5 separate regions of the Mus musculus genome follow, and all the other regions are linked to region 2. A link is a contact called in public HiCAR-type, HiChIP or PLAC-seq and promoter capture Hi-C data. All regions are on one chromosome and are shown on one strand. Each heading gives the region's core, a stretch centred on a gene start, on an enhancer-like site or on the middle of the called end of the contact. The rest is flanking DNA. Distances are from core to core; before and after follow the strand shown.

Region 1 (2,812 bases), core at 277-2,776, 570 kb before region 2:
AAACCCCCAAGGTTCCCTGCCACACCCCGTCTCTCTTCCTCCTTTCAAAGTGGAAGTACAGAGCCCAAGGGCTTGTCTCTGCCTTTGGGAGGGGTGAAGGAGACCTACGGCCCTCCATTAGGCTCCATTGAGACTCTTAAAACAAAAAGACCACCTTACCCCTGGGAATTAAAATTGCCCAGGAATCTGATCCTGGGGGAAAAGAAAGATTGCTCTGATGCCAGCCAAAGGAAGAGATTCCACATGCTCCCAACAACTTGTAGGATCCCAGGAGTCGAGACAAGGATGGGGTGGGGTGGGGTGGGGGTCTTCTCAACTTGTAGGAGCCAGATCTGAAACAGTGTGCTTTTCCATGCCCTGCCCTTTGCTGTGTGGGTGAGAGAAGGGTCTACTCCCTTCCTGCCATCAGACTGGACTCAAAGCCTGACACATGCCAAGAAGGCAGAGTGAGGACAGACAGTTCTATGCTGGCCACTCCGGCCTGGCCAGGCTTCAGCAGGCATACAGGAGCCATACCTCTCTGCTAGAAACTTGGAGAGCACATAGGATTTACCTATGATATGCAGAGATAACTCCAATCCCTAGTGTCATTGAATTGACACAACAATCTATACCTACCGTTCTCTCTACCTTCCTGGTGGTGGGAGACAGGCTACGTGCTGTGATAAGCAGTCCCTTTGAAGAGAACACATCCCCTAGCCACAGTGTGTCCCAATTCCTGTACTTAAACCCTTAACCAACATGTCCCTGCTGCCAGCACAAATCAAGGTGCCAAGGGTAGTTTTGTTTTGTTTGTACCCAAAGGCTCGGCCCTACCCCAGGTGGTGACTGGATATCAGGACAGTTGCCTGTTTATGACCTTCTCTCAAGAGTCCCTCCTGCCAGATCAGGGTCACAGCAACTGAAAACAAAGCTGGACACACTGAGTGGGCAGGGACAGGGGTCCTGCTGGATCCTGCGCTCCCCAAACTGGGCCACAGTGGGGCCTTTCATCTCCCGCTTGCTTTTGCCTCTTCCCACCCCGCTACCCCAGTGCAGCAATTATGGCGCAAATTAGAATGCTTTGATCATCTTTAGAAAGGGCCACACGGAGGAGGGACACTGCCAAGCAATTAGGGGCAGAGGGGCTGGAAGTTCAATGGCTTGCTTAGGGGGTGAGACTGCCCAGGACACCCACCCCTATCCCTAGCTCTCCTCCCTCCAAAAGTGCCTGTCCCAGCAGAGCAGTGGACTCCCCAGGGTGGCAGAAACAGATGGGGATCCCCCCTCCCAGCCCCTGCCCACCAGTCTCCCTCTGCCTGGCCCCCAGCCCAACGGTCAGTTCTCCAGCCCCATCTCAGCCCCTTTGAAGCAACCGCAGGAACAAGGGCCGCTTTCACAGAAGTGGGGAGACGCAGAGTGGGACGATGAGACTTCAAAGGTGAGGGTCCAGCCCACTACCTCATTCCCTCCCCCAGTCCTGGCTGCCCTCCCACGCACACACACCCCTCTGTCCTCTATATAGCTCCAGGGCATCGTTTCCCTGAGGGCTCCCAGGAGGTGAGGGCCAGGTGAGGTGCGGACCATTAGAAGTGAGTAGTTTAGTGTAAGACAACGGGATCAGATGGTTTGAGGGACACAAAGTCTGTGGGCAGGAAGAATCACAGGAGAGGGTAGAGTCCAGGAATAAAGAGGACAGGGTCTCCCGCCTTGGCCCCAGGTCACCATGCCGCTGGCTATGTTGTTGCTGCTGCTGCTGCTACTGTCCCCAGACTCCCAAACTGCCCATGGGCATCCACTGTACACGCGCCTGTCCCCCGGCGCCCTGCAAGGTGAGCCGGGCTGGTCCGAGGGAACCACGGGAGGTGGGAGGGGCATAGGGAAAGTGAGGTCAAGGGAGGACAAGGGAAATGAGCTTATCTCTCACACTTAGGAGGGCCTGTGGTCCTTCTGCCCACCTTCTGCTGGAAGGAGGAGCCTGGAACTGGGATATAGGAAGGGAGGGTAGACAGCCTCACCCAGGAAGCAGAGACAGCAACACTGCCAAGGGGTTCCAGAGATAACGGTGTTAGAAGACCCGGGGCAGCATGCCTTGGGCCCAAAGATGGATACCTTAACCATATTACCTGGATGTCGGTGGGCAGTGGTTTTCCTCTGAAATCTTTAAGAAAGGAGCTTTTCAGAGATTCCTTCCCAATTGTAGCACCATCTGCCCTGAGGGCTGGCCCTTGGGGCCTGACCTCTCTCCCCATCTCTACATCCCTGGTAGTCTAAGAGTTCACCACGCTTCTCTGGGACTCCCCAGACAAGGTTCAGGAAGACTTAGACTGAGTGGGGCTCTCTGCCAAGGGAATGTGACTTTGTGTCCCATGTCCCTCCCCCTCCCAGTTTTATCTGCCCAGGGGACTCAGGCATTGCAGGCTGCCCAGAGGAGTGCCCAGTGGGCCATAAAGCGCGTGTTGATGGAGATCCAGCACAGACTACATGAATGCCAAGGTTGTACCAGAAGTGCTACCCCACCCAGCAGACTCACATTGGTACAGGGGACTCCTCCTTTTGTCCATGTCCAGCCCTTATTTTTAGGTTCCATCGTCCTTGGGGTCAGATTCTTTTTGAAGGTCCAAGTGGAAGGGGTATGCCAAACTTGAGACACAGCAGGGAGGAGGGGAGAGTGTGGGCTCAGGTGGTCACAGTTCATGGCTGCTCAAATAGTTCCATGTGCTAGAAGGCGGGCCAAGTGGAGAGTGGTTGAAAGATGAGGCCCAGCCCCCCCCCCCAATAAAGCGAAAGATCCGCAAGAGGGCGCAGCGAGGCTCAAAGGATTGTTTCTCAG
Region 2 (2,843 bases), core at 27-2,526:
TAACTGTCTTCCTGGCAAATACAGAAGTGGATGCTCACAGTCATCTATAAGATGGATCACAGGGCCCCCAGTGGAGAAGCTAGAGAGAGCATACAAGGAGCTGAAGGGGTTTGCAACCCTATAGGTGGAACAACAATATGAACTAACCAGTACCCCCAGAGTTTGTATCTCTAGCTGCATATGTAGCAGAAGATGGCCTAGTCGGCCATCACTGGGAAGAGAGGCCCCTTGGTATTGCAAACTTTATTTGCCCCAATTCAGGGGAATGCCAGGGCCAAGAAGTGGGAGTGGGTGGGTATGGGAGCAGGGCGGGGGGAGGGTATAGGGAACTTTCCGGATAGCATTTGAAATGTATATAAAGAAAAATTGTGAATCTCAAAAAAAAAAAAAAAGTGATAATAATACTACCCAAGGCTCCACGGCGAGTGTGTGTGTGTGAGTATGTGTGTGTATGAGTTTACAGTCTGCATTCCTCCAGCCTCAACCTGTGGGCTTTTCTGGAAAACCAGAAGTACCCTAAAAGGTTGAACCAATCTTCCTTGTTTTGAGAGAGAAATGGGTGGCCTTACTCCATGAATTATGCTACTCACCTCCTTTTCATTAAGAAAAAAAAATAAATCCCCAACAAAGATATCTTTTAAAAAAAAATCCACTCCTCTCTTTGGCGTGTTTACTTTGCTAAATTTCTCTTTAAACTGTGTCTCTCAATTGATTCATATCCTTTGAGAGCGTAGTAACCAAAAGACCAAAAAGATGGTTTGAGTCTAGGTGTTTGAGATCAGCCTTGAAGGCACACACAGGCATGAGCTAAAATTCAGTTTGCGTAGGTCTTGGAGGGACGCAGTTGTCTATGTGAAGACAGTTTTGCCATGCAGCAGAGAGAAATTACATTTCACGGCTTTTCACCTTCCGGTTAAATACCATTACTACCCCCATTTTACAGGTTAGGCACCTAATACTTAGGGAGGTTGTCACTCAACGACAATCATTCACTATACACAGGGGAGCTCCCACTTCTGAGCTGAAATTAAAAAAAAAAAAAAAAAAAAAAAAAAAAAGATGCACACACAATGTAAAAGGAGGAAGGAAACAGACACCCCCGGACAAAACCACCCCATTTCCTGTCTTCTTCCGCGAAGCCAGGGTGCCTCCCAGCGGCTGCCTCTCATCACCGACGCTTCCGGCTTCAAGGTTGCGTCATTTGAGAGCGTCCCGCGAAGTCTCGGCCGGGAGCTTGCGCGCGGCCTAGGACGTCGGGCTACGAGGCGGGCCTTCCGGCCTTCTCCAGAATAATTTCCGGCAGAGACCGGAAAATCTTCCCGGATCGCCTCCGGGTGCCCTGTGTGGGAAGGTGAGGTTCCGGCGGCCGGCTTCTGTTCGCTGGCGGCTGGCAGCACGCTGCAGCCTGCAGCCCCCCAGTGTCGGCACGGATCGGCCGCCCTGAGGCGCCGGGGCAGCGTTCGGCATGTCGTCGGGCCTGCGCGCCGCAGACTTTCCCCGCTGGAAGCGTCACATCGCGGAGGAACTGAGGCGCCGGGACCGACTGCAGAGGCAGGCGTTCGAGGAGATCATTCTGCAGTGTGAGCGGCACGCGCGGGCCCGGGGCGGGGAGTGGAACGCGCCGTGGCAGCGAGAACCCCGGCTCCGCCCGCGCGCATGGCGGCCTCGTCGGGGACCTGGCGTCCCGCACGTCTCGAGCCCTTTCGTTGCTTACCTTCCTTCTTTGGCTTAAACCTTAGGCGCGATCATGGAGGGTTCCCCTTTTCCAGGTTCTTTCCACAGACATCGTTTGCAGTTGTAAATCTCGATAACCCAGGCGGCGCCGATGCACTTAGGTAGTCAGGCTCCAAAAACGTCGTGTTTAAGGAATCGAGTTCAAGACAGAGATTGACTTTACGCATTAACTCGAGAGATGGACGTTCTCTTCGGAATGCTGTGGAACTAGTGGTTTTTGACTTCTCAGGCCTCTCCATATTGTTGGTACACATTTGAGTTTTAGGATTTGTCCACTGGGTCATTTGCTATTATTGAAAGCCTTAAGTGAGAAAAAAAGAGTGGTCTCTTCGCCGCTCTTTGCGAATTTTAAGGATCGAAAGTATCTTGTATTCTTAAGGCGGGTTCTCAACGATCATTTTCGTGCCTCGTGTTCCCAATTTAGCCAATCTGTTTCACATTTGAACGAATGCGTTGACACTCCTCGATCCTGAGGTTCCATCTGCTTCCTGAGATAGCCTGGGCATAGTCTTCCTAAGTTTTTGCGGGTAGTGGGATTTGAAATCGTAGTACTGCTATTTGCATTCTGATGGGGATAAATCAGTAGTTATTTACACGTTAGAATCATCTGGGGATGTACTTGACAATCAAAAACACTCCAGACTAATTAAGTCAGTATAAATGACAGAAGATAAAATAGTCCCATACTTTTTTTATGCTTCCTGAGTGGTTCGATTTGCACACACGTTTGAGCATTTTAAGTAATTGGCATGTATTGTTTCATGTTAAATTTTTATGAAGCACCAAGGCCAACGATGATGAAGTTGCAGTATGGGTTAATGTTGGGGCTGAGGTTAGACATTGGTTTTAAGACACTTGTGCATTTGCCTTTGTTGGCTCTCCTGAGGAATGGCTCTTTCTCAGCACTTAGCCCTTTAAAAGGAGAGCAGGAAAGGGACGCTGTCTCTGGTGTGTTGCTTCCTTGCACTCTGGGAGAGCAATGGCTATTAATGTAGCCCAGGAATCTGTTTACACGTTTTATGGGTTCCGTTCTTGTTTCTCTTTAAAAGATAATGTAGTTAAAATCTGACAGATTGGGTCAGAGATCTCACTAGGTCCTTACAGACATT
Region 3 (2,700 bases), core at 10-2,509, 600 kb before region 2:
GGGAAGCCTGGAGGCAGTGAGGTCCCTCGAGCGCCCCCGGTGCCACACCGGCTCACATACTTGACTTCCTGGAACTCGTCGTAGTGCGCTGTCATGGAATACGGGGCCTCCATTGTGCCGAGGCTTTGGCTGCAGACCCCTTGTTTGGTCGATTATAGGCTGCTTCTGTCTGCGGGCTTTCTGGTCGGAGCCCACATGGCCCTCGGTCGCAGCTGTAGGAAGGGAACATTAGCAGGCTCAGAGAGGCCCTGGAAAGTGAGGGGACCCAGAAAACAAAGGGTGGGAGTTAGTTTAAGAAGATGGAGGCCACCTGTGATCCACAACCAAGGATCCCACTTCACTCCGTCAACCAAGAAAGAAGGGTTCAGTTGCCAGCAGCTCTTACTGGAATAGTAGCCTTTAACCTGCCTACCCAGGTCTCCACAAGCTCACCACAGAGTAAGGATGCTCGGACACAAAACCAAAGAGCACCGGGCACAAAGTGGGGGCTTCACTGACAACCTGTTTCCCTTGTCTTTGCCTTTCTTGCCCATCATCCTCTCCAGACAAGCCAGGTGGGGGAGGGGGAAGCAGAGGCCGGAGAAAGGAGGTGTGGTCAGGGGCGCCTCTCTGCGGACCCTGAAGCCTCCTTCAGTTCTCCGAACTAAAAGCGACCAGACACCCAAACTTCGTCCTCGGGGAAGTCTGCAGGACCACTCTCAAGCCACCCTCTGGCTGTTTCTCTTCAATGGCTCCAAAGCCCACAAGTCCCTTCCCCAAGCAGCAGCCCTCTCCATTCCCCATCTTTCCCCCACCCGACTCCCCAACCCCGACGGCCCAGATGGAAAACCAGAGACTGGTTTCATCATTTGCCACCCATCAACGCCCCGGGCCATCCCTGTCGTCAACAGGTTCTCCCCAGAATCCAAAGTTGGGAGAAGTTTCACCCCCTTTGCTGCGCCAGCCCTGAGCTCAATCTCTTGCGTCGCGCGGCGCAGTCAGCGGAGCTTGAGAGCCGAGTCCTGGAGTCGCAGCCGCAGCCGCAGCTGGAGCCAGAGCCGGGAGGACAGAGACAAAGCCGAGAAGCTCGGCTCGGCAGCCGCGGTGGCCTCGGAGGTGGCTGTGATGATGTCCTCGGAGGCGGCGGGCCCGAATGACACTTACCCGGCAGGTGCGCGTCTGGGCCGGGCGAGGACCGAGGGAGGGGTCGGGAGCAAATCCCGGCCTCAGCCGGAGAGGAGCTGGGCTGGCTGCGGCTCTCTTCGTGCGCCCGCCGCCTCTGCCGCCGCGCCGCGCCGCCCGCCAGCCCCGAAGGAGGGGGCGCGCCGGCGGCTCCACCCTCCTTCTCCCGCCCCCTGCACCCCTCCTTCTCTCTGCTTCCCTCTGGGCTACCTGTCAGCTCCAGCAGTGCGGAGGTGGGGATGGCGACCGCGGAGATAACGCTCCTGAGAGTGATGCACCAGCTTCTGGCTCCAGGACTCCGGAGTCCAGATCTGTCCCGGGAGGAGGAAGCACGGTCCCTTCTGATGAGCCACTTGGAGCCACCTACCAGTCTGCGGTAAAGGGACTGAAGCTGGAGATCTGGAGGCCAGAGGGAAGTCTGGGCCGAGCCCACAGAAGCTCAGCCCAGGGAGGACTCCAATGGGCAGGTGAAGAGCCTGTATCTGGACCAGCACTCTGCCAGGCGCCATCAGCACCAAGACTTCTTTGTCCTTTTAACTCCTGCTTGCCCCATCTGGGTTCTGGTTGGTACAAGACCCTTTACCTAGCTCTCCTGGGGAGGTTGCAAGTAGAGGCTGAGGCTGTGGCCTCCTCAACCTTAGGTTTTCCTGACATCATTGGCAGGAAGTCCCAGACCCACATAGAAAGGCCTAGAAAAGGATGGTAGGGTGGGGAGAGGGAGGAATCTTGCTCCACTTCCCTCACGGGACTACACAGGGTGAGTTTGTCCAGTCTTCCACCCATTCCGGTTGGCTGAACTAGCTTTTTAAATGTTGGGGACCTCGCTCCTTCCAAGAGACAGAATCATCTTTACCTCTCCACTGTACCCACAAGGTGAAGCCCACACGTGACAGAGACCTGGGAGCTTTCTGAAGGACTGCTACTGTTTCAGGAATCTGCTTTCTCTGCCTCGACTTACCCATCTCTTCTGGTATCCCCAGCAAAGGACCACACAGCCCCAGCAATCCCAACCTTGTGGCTCCAGCCTGCAGCCCTGGCCTAAGCAATGTTTCAGACATTGGTGAAGACCGATGTGATAGAACCCATGTTGAGGTGGGACTGCGGAGAGCGACCACCATCCCGTCGCCATCCCCTCCGGATGTTCTTCATCGTCAGCTACCCAGTCACTAGCCTTTAGTGGCCACCTCTACCACTTTCCTGCCTGTCCAGTCTGTCCATTTCTAAGTCCCACTCACAGGACTGTCTTTCATTCTGACCATCCTAAGGTCCTCTCCTGCCCCATGCATTCTTCTCAGGTCCAATTAATTCTACTGAGGAGCGATGGAATTACGCAAAAATGCCGTGTTTCCGTGAGGGGGGAGGGGAGGGCAGGGCGGTGGCAGAGTGGCTCTTTGTGCTTTTAATCTGCATTTTCCCCTCAACATTCCATCTCCTGGAGGATAATTTTCCAGCCTTTTCAGGCCCTGATTGGTATCATTTCTCCGGCAATGACAGCTTTTATTTTCCCCGAAATGAATGCCGTGAAATTTCCAAGAAATA
Region 4 (2,808 bases), core at 205-2,704, 530 kb before region 2:
AGCTATGTGTGAGATGTCAGTGATGCTCCTGCCTGGGTCTGCTTCTTGTGGGTTTTATTTGAGCCAGTGAACAGCATCTACTGAGACTTGAGGAAGAGCCAGCAGTAATGATGGTTTCCCAAGTACTCTGGAGATCAGGGCTGCTAATAAGCAAGGGCATGGTTTGAGGAGTGGTTGAGCTTCACTCAAGCATTCCTCCAGCTTGCTGTTTCAGCCCAGTTTCTAGTGTTCTTCACCTGTCCGTCTTTCCAGCCTTCCCTGGTCACCCTGCCTGTTGCCATTTCCTACAGCACACCTGGATGAACCAAGAAGTAGCTGTTGCCCCACAAAGAGGCCACTTTGCTTGGTCCTTGTGTTGCTACCTGTCCCTAAGAAAGATAAAGCTTATTCACTTGTTTGTATCAGGTCACAGCTCTGGAACTTGCCATGTAGTCCTCACTGGCCCCCAACTTCACCTCAGACTGCTGGGATTAGAGGTGTGAGCCACCATGCCAGCTCTCATGCCCAGCTTGTGGCTCCTCTGAATAAAGCAGATTTGAGTTTTCATAGGTTTGGGTCCTTACATCAAATGGCTCACAGCATCCTCTACTTGGGGGGGGGGGGGGGGGGACTCCTACCACAGACAGAATTCTGGGACCACTAGGGTACTGCTGCCACAAAGGCAGTTAACACAGACAGCACTGTTGTGAGAAAATTGCATCTGGCCTGGGATGGCAAAAGGACCCTCTTCCCATAATGGAGCACAGTGCTGGAGAAGCTGATGGGAGTTCTCTGCAGAGCGTAAGGAAGAAGGGAAGAGAGAGGCCAAATTGTGGAGTCTTCCTTCACCTGGTCTAGCTATCATTGTATTTCAACATTGAACTTTAATATACAGATGAGGGCCAGCTCATTCACTGCCTTAGTTCAGTCATAACCTGGTGGTCCTGGGCCACTTTAAACTTAGAGCTGTCTGACCTTGCATTGTGTGCTATATATACCCAGACTAGCAGGTGGCTAAACCCCTTTCTAGTGAGGGCTGGCTGAGAGCAAGGCACTGGTGCCTGTAGGCTTTGGGTGGAGATTAGAAAGCAGGGAATTACAAACAAATGAGATCTGGTGAGATAGGATCAGTGGACCTTAAAGAGTCTTTCTTGCTGTCACTGGAATCTCCTCAGAATTCTCAGTGGGCTTTGTTCATCTCTGGTGTGTTCGTTTCTAGACACTCAAATCATAAGGCAATTTTTAGGATAACTTCCTCTTTAAAAGAAGAGCATTTTGAAGTTACCTGATGTGCTTGGGCTGCCGAGTGGAGGGACAGTGACTAGACATTCACACCTGGCTGGCCTCTGAGGACAGGAGTGGGTGCACCATTGCTCACGGCCACGTGCTTTATTTCCCTGAATCCATGCAAGGAAATTTCCAGACCCAGAATCTTCATGTCTAAGCATAGAAAATAGGAAGTCAGTTTAGTGTGTCGTGTACTAGAGGAACCTCTTCAGCCTTCCGGGTCTTCACCCAATGAACCATTGTTAGGCAGAGTTAGTAGGGACTGGCCCTTCTGGAAACAAAGGGATAAATGAGATGGACTTCAACCCTGCTGTGTGACCTTGTTGACCTCTTAGTTACTTAAAGTAGAAATTAAATCTTGCTGTTAGGTTCCCAGGTCATTGTCCAAGTGTTGGATTTTTACTTGTCTTCATTGAGAGTAAAGAGGGAAGCCGCCTCCCGCATCCCTTAGGAGCCAGAGAACAGCTCATCACTGTGTCTCCAGAAAGAGCTCGGGAATTGACAAGTTCTGGCATACTTCTTTAACAGTCTTAGGTTTTCCTGTGAGCCATTTGTCATAAAATAGTAGCTTTTCTGAAAATTAAAAAAAATAAAATAAAAAAGCTGCTATTCTATAGAATAGCATATATAACGTACATTGCCTAGTCCTTTATTAATAATCTTACTTGATTTTGAGACGTGGTCTCCCAGTGTAGTCTTGGCCATCCTGGAATTCACTATGTTCCTGTGTTTCCCAAGTACTAAGATTAAAGGTGTGTGCCACCTTTGAAGAAGAAAGCCTACCTAGAGTGCCTGGTAATGAAATCTACTTTAGTACTAAAATATCAAATGTGTAGTGAGAGGCGGGGTGTGTTGTCACTCAGTGCTGTTGCTACCTTAAGCCAAGAAGAGAGTAATTGCCTGGCCTGTAGTGTAAGCCTTTAATCCCAGCACTAAGAAAGCAGAGGCAAGCAGATGTTTGTGGGTTTGAGGCCAGTCTGGTCTACAGAGCAAGTTCTAGGCCACCATTAAGTTTGATACACAGTGCCCAGGAGAGTCACTGCTTTCAAACTGAAAAGTGGGTAGGGCAAAAAGGCGAGAGAAGTTAGGGTTCTGAGAGCTTCTGGACCCCTGGAGGAATCTGATTTTCTCCTTCATACAGCAGCACGGAGGCCTGTTTGTGGGACACTGGCTGAGCTGTGAGTGCATGCGTGCGTGCTCTCACACCCCTAGCTGCTTCCTAGTCGTAGTTCTGAGTTGTGTTCCTCACATTTATGGTAAGCAGCATGGAAGCTGTAATGAGCTCTGTTAACTGAAAATGCTAGCTGCCAGGGCCCACACATCTTAAATCTAAAGATAAGACTTACCCAGGTGCTTTCAGAAGCAGGTAGAATCTTAGGTATTTACCATCTTGAGTTTAAAAAAGCTAGAGTCTTGGAAAGGTAAAAGCAGAGAAGATGACATATTGCTGGGTTGCATCTTTAGACAACATAATGCTGGTGGATCCTTGGCTGTACCCTGAGGCTCAGGCCTGGTGAAGAAATGGTTTCTGCTACCTGGTTC
Region 5 (2,700 bases), core at 35-2,534, 520 kb after region 2:
TGTTGGCCAGACCTCAGGGAGGGCTCTTATACCAACTTGTATAGTCTCAAACTCTTCAGCAACTTCACTGTTCTCATATAACTGACATCAGTTATATATCACTGACAGAATATATCATTGAAGACAGATGGGCAGTCCAAAATACTCCAGACACTGCCTACCCCTTCACAAACAGCCGCAAGAGCACAGAAAAGCCAAGAGTCAGACAGCACACTTATGGATTCCTATATTGCTGTGTCCTGATCCCATCCAGAGAAAAGCAACCTCTTTGTAGAATTAGTTCAGTTTCTGCTTATTTAAAATGCTTACCCAACACGTGCCCTGAACAGCCAATAAGACAAAAGACAGACTGCACTTGTAGACCCCTGGCAGACTGTGATCCGAAATCCGATTTTATCAATAAATTCAGACAAACATCAGGGATGGGTCTTAGGGAAGGATACGACCTCATCAAATAACAAACTTATCCCAGTTAGAGAACCGATGAGGTTTAAGGTAGTAAGTACACTCACAACATTAAATAAAATGCGTCAGAGGTGGCAGATAATGGGGACTGTCCAAAACAGATGGGTCTACATTTATACAGCAAAGCCCATGAGAGCGGAGCAGTCCTGGGTGCTGTTCCAATGGCCTGACAGGTACTCTGGTGATGTTATACACAACCATACGGCTTACCCATGATTGTCAACATCCTTATTTTACAGAGTCACTTGTACCGCTAATCAATTAGCTCGAACTTCCATGCCAGGCATTTTAAAAAACCAGGCTGCACTGTGTCTCCAGGCATTTCTTTCAGAGAAATTAAATTGGAAATCAGCAACTCAGGGATTCAAGGTCCCTAGGAGCAAGGGGGACAAATGCAGCATTGCAAATTCTAGGCCCACTGTTCTGGCCCAGTGCCAACAGGAAGGGAGGGCTTCGTACCCTGGGGCGTCTCGTAGGTTAACGTCCTCATCTCCACCAACGGGTCGTCCTCAAAGGGCTGGTTGTACTGCGGGGAAGGGAGAGCTGGTCAGACTCCGGGGCGCTGGATCCCCGCCCACCGCGCCCTGCCCGCCTCGGCCGCCGTCCCAGCCTACCTTCGCTATCAGCCGCTTCATTAACGTCTGGAAGCGGCTACTGCTTTCCTTAAGCTGCTGATGCAGCCTGCGGTCCTGCCGACCCATAGACTCCATGGCGTACGTGGCTCTCTGCCCGGCACTGCACCCGCCCAAGCCCGTCCACAGATCAAACGTGGCGCCCCGCGCGCTAATAGGGTCTTTCAAAAGTATTTACGCAACCGATCCTGCCCGCGTTTCCGGCCGCCGCTCCCAGGGAGCACTTCCGGTGGAAACGAGAAGGGGAGGGACGAGAGGGAGGGTCCGCCGGAGCGGGTGGAACATGCGCATTACTTCATGCGGCACTCCCGCGTCCCCTAGAGGCTTCTGGGTGAGTTGCCTGTCAAGGCTCCTTCCTGGATCTACCAATTTCCCAGCTCTTGGGAAGGCTTGGGGAAAGCCAGATCCAAATAACGGTCCTGAAAGGAGTCTGGAAAGCCAGTGTTCAAAAACAAGACGCGTGTAAATGTGCTGAACGATATTATAAACGTGACAGAATCTGTGATTTTTATCCTAGGGTTTTAAAATAAACTTTCTCTCCCATTTCTGATTATAGGCTGTTTCTTGATTGTTATCTTGTTCCTTGAGGGGGTAGGTAATTTGGTGTCCATTTTATGAGGGCATTTACTTCGATTAACATTTTAGAACATTTTCAGAATTTTTGGGAGGGGTTGTCTTCTGGCAGAGCTGGGGGATTGAACCCCACTAGTTGGTTTTACTGTGACTTCATAACAGCTACATTTGTTTGCGGGTATTAACGTGATTATCACGATATGGGAATTAATGGAATCATTACTGAGTATCAGGAAGTCCCTTGAGGTGCCTCTCTACTTCTCAGCCTGCCCCCATAATCTTTTCATGCTGTCCCATTGAAACTGAGGGAGGGAAGAAGAGCTTCCAGGCTCATAGACTGTGGATGCCCACGCAATGTATTTGCAACAAGCGCGGAAGTCTCTTTCAAGATCCTGGGCTTCTGGGAGGGCCGTCGGTCGTCCGACTCTCCTGGGATTGGATGGCGGTTGCCTCATCCAATCTGTCCCTACCCCAGTATGAACCTGTTGCCTGTGGGGATGTGAGAAGGTGTTGCTTCAGAACGTTGGTGGTGGCGTCAACTAGATATGCTGTTCTGTCTCCTGAGCACCTCCAAGCCTTCCCCATCCTGATGGCTGAACTTCTCTGCACTGCAAGCTTAAAGTAAAACTTTCCTTCCTTATTTTGCTTTTTGCTAGGTGTTTTCTCACATTAACAAGAAAATATCCGAGACTCTGTCAATTTACAGATAATTTTGACTTCACATAGATCATTCACGACTACTGTGTTAGAAAGAGGCATTAATAGCTCATCAAAGTATGTTTAGTCAAATAGGCGGAGAAGGTTTCAGAATACTGATTGTCATTGAGAAAAATCAATTAAAGCATTTACATATACAAAACAGAACAGGTAATTTGGCCCAAATACTTATGAAAGTTAAGAGGGACCAAATTAAGTATTAAATAATAATAAATATAATATTGTAATAATAAATCTTACCAAGGGTTAATGATAAGAACATTTAGTAAGAAAGCCCTTCAGGGAAAAGGACAAAGGTCAGAAATTGTCAACA

Evidence for each region. Promoter capture Hi-C pulls out the DNA fragments that hold promoters and counts their contacts. HiCAR-type assays count read pairs that join an accessible place to other places. HiChIP or PLAC-seq counts read pairs in DNA pulled down with a chosen protein or histone mark.
Region 1: a contact with region 2 is called in an H3K27ac HiChIP or PLAC-seq map of embryonic stem cells, with 8 times the contacts expected there. The contact joins the promoter of Prss56 here to the promoter of Atg16l1 in region 2. A contact is called at or near these places in 1 of 39 promoter capture datasets (embryonic stem cells), 2 of 15 datasets of contacts at CTCF or cohesin (large pre-B cells and pro-B cells), 4 of 484 Hi-C or Micro-C datasets (all in embryonic stem cells), 16 of 115 datasets of contacts at active chromatin or transcription factors (the SCID.adh cell line, T-cell acute lymphoblastic leukemia, acute myeloid leukemia and 9 more) and 1 of 9 other capture datasets (embryonic stem cells).
Region 3: a HiCAR-type map of embryonic stem cells shows a contact between it and region 2, with 4 times the contacts expected there. The contact joins the promoter of Ecel1 here to the promoter of Atg16l1 in region 2. A contact is called at or near these places in 4 of 115 datasets of contacts at active chromatin or transcription factors (embryonic stem cells and thymic regulatory T cells) and 1 of 9 other capture datasets (embryonic stem cells).
Region 4: a contact with region 2 is called in an H3K27ac HiChIP or PLAC-seq map of embryonic stem cells, with 5 times the contacts expected there. The contact joins the enhancer-like site here to the promoter of Atg16l1 in region 2. A contact is called at or near these places in 16 of 39 promoter capture datasets (the 3T3-L1 cell line, 3T3-L1-derived adipocytes, the C10 cell line and 12 more), 1 of 15 datasets of contacts at CTCF or cohesin (pro-B cells), 10 of 484 Hi-C or Micro-C datasets (B cells, the N1E-115 cell line, Th1 cells and 5 more), 26 of 115 datasets of contacts at active chromatin or transcription factors (the 230-238 cell line, the NIH/3T3 cell line, the SCID.adh cell line and 17 more) and 3 of 9 other capture datasets (adipose tissue, embryonic stem cells and liver).
Region 5: a contact with region 2 is called in a promoter capture Hi-C map of liver, with 6 times the contacts expected there. The contact joins the promoter of Hjurp here to the promoter of Atg16l1 in region 2. A contact is called at or near these places in 13 of 39 promoter capture datasets (the 3T3-L1 cell line, 3T3-L1-derived adipocytes, the C10 cell line and 7 more), 10 of 484 Hi-C or Micro-C datasets (B cells, CD8 T cells, LSK cells and 7 more), 14 of 115 datasets of contacts at active chromatin or transcription factors (the SCID.adh cell line, T-cell acute lymphoblastic leukemia, bone marrow-derived dendritic cells and 11 more) and 2 of 9 other capture datasets (adipose tissue and liver).

What each region holds. Positions count from the first base shown.
Region 1 is chr1:87,181,788-87,184,599 of GRCm38.p6, forward strand. It overlaps Prss56 (protease, serine 56), which reads left to right and starts at 1,527. Exons shown (of 13, transcript NM_027084.2): 1 at 1,527-1,811; 2 at 2,368-2,475. The coding sequence starts at 1,706.
Region 2 is chr1:87,754,735-87,757,577 of GRCm38.p6, forward strand. It overlaps Atg16l1 (autophagy related 16-like 1 (S. cerevisiae)), which reads left to right and starts at 1,277. Exons shown (of 18, transcript NM_029846.4): 1 at 1,277-1,580. The coding sequence starts at 1,466. Gm33517 (predicted gene, 33517) reads right to left here and starts at 1,012. Exons shown (of 4, transcript NR_157047.1): 1 at 591-1,012.
Region 3 is chr1:87,154,877-87,157,576 of GRCm38.p6, forward strand. Ecel1 (endothelin converting enzyme-like 1) reads right to left here and starts at 1,260. Exons shown (of 18, transcript NM_001277925.1): 1 at 1,144-1,260; 2 at 1-212. The coding sequence starts at 113. All of the region lies in intron 3 of Gm33292 (a long non-coding RNA gene), which reads left to right.
Region 4 is chr1:87,229,242-87,232,049 of GRCm38.p6, forward strand. It overlaps a transcript of Eif4e2 not described here. Among named protein-coding and RNA genes, the nearest start is that of Eif4e2, 17 kb to the left of the region's middle. Within about 2 kb of position 1,455, at least 9 of the 459 cell types and tissues checked have an H3K27ac peak or open chromatin away from gene starts, as enhancers often do. A contact at or near this core is called in embryonic stem cells, where this site is marked.
Region 5 is chr1:88,276,295-88,278,994 of GRCm38.p6, forward strand. Hjurp (Holliday junction recognition protein) reads right to left here and starts at 1,285. Exons shown (of 8, transcript NM_198652.2): 1 at 1,080-1,285; 2 at 925-991. The coding sequence starts at 1,175.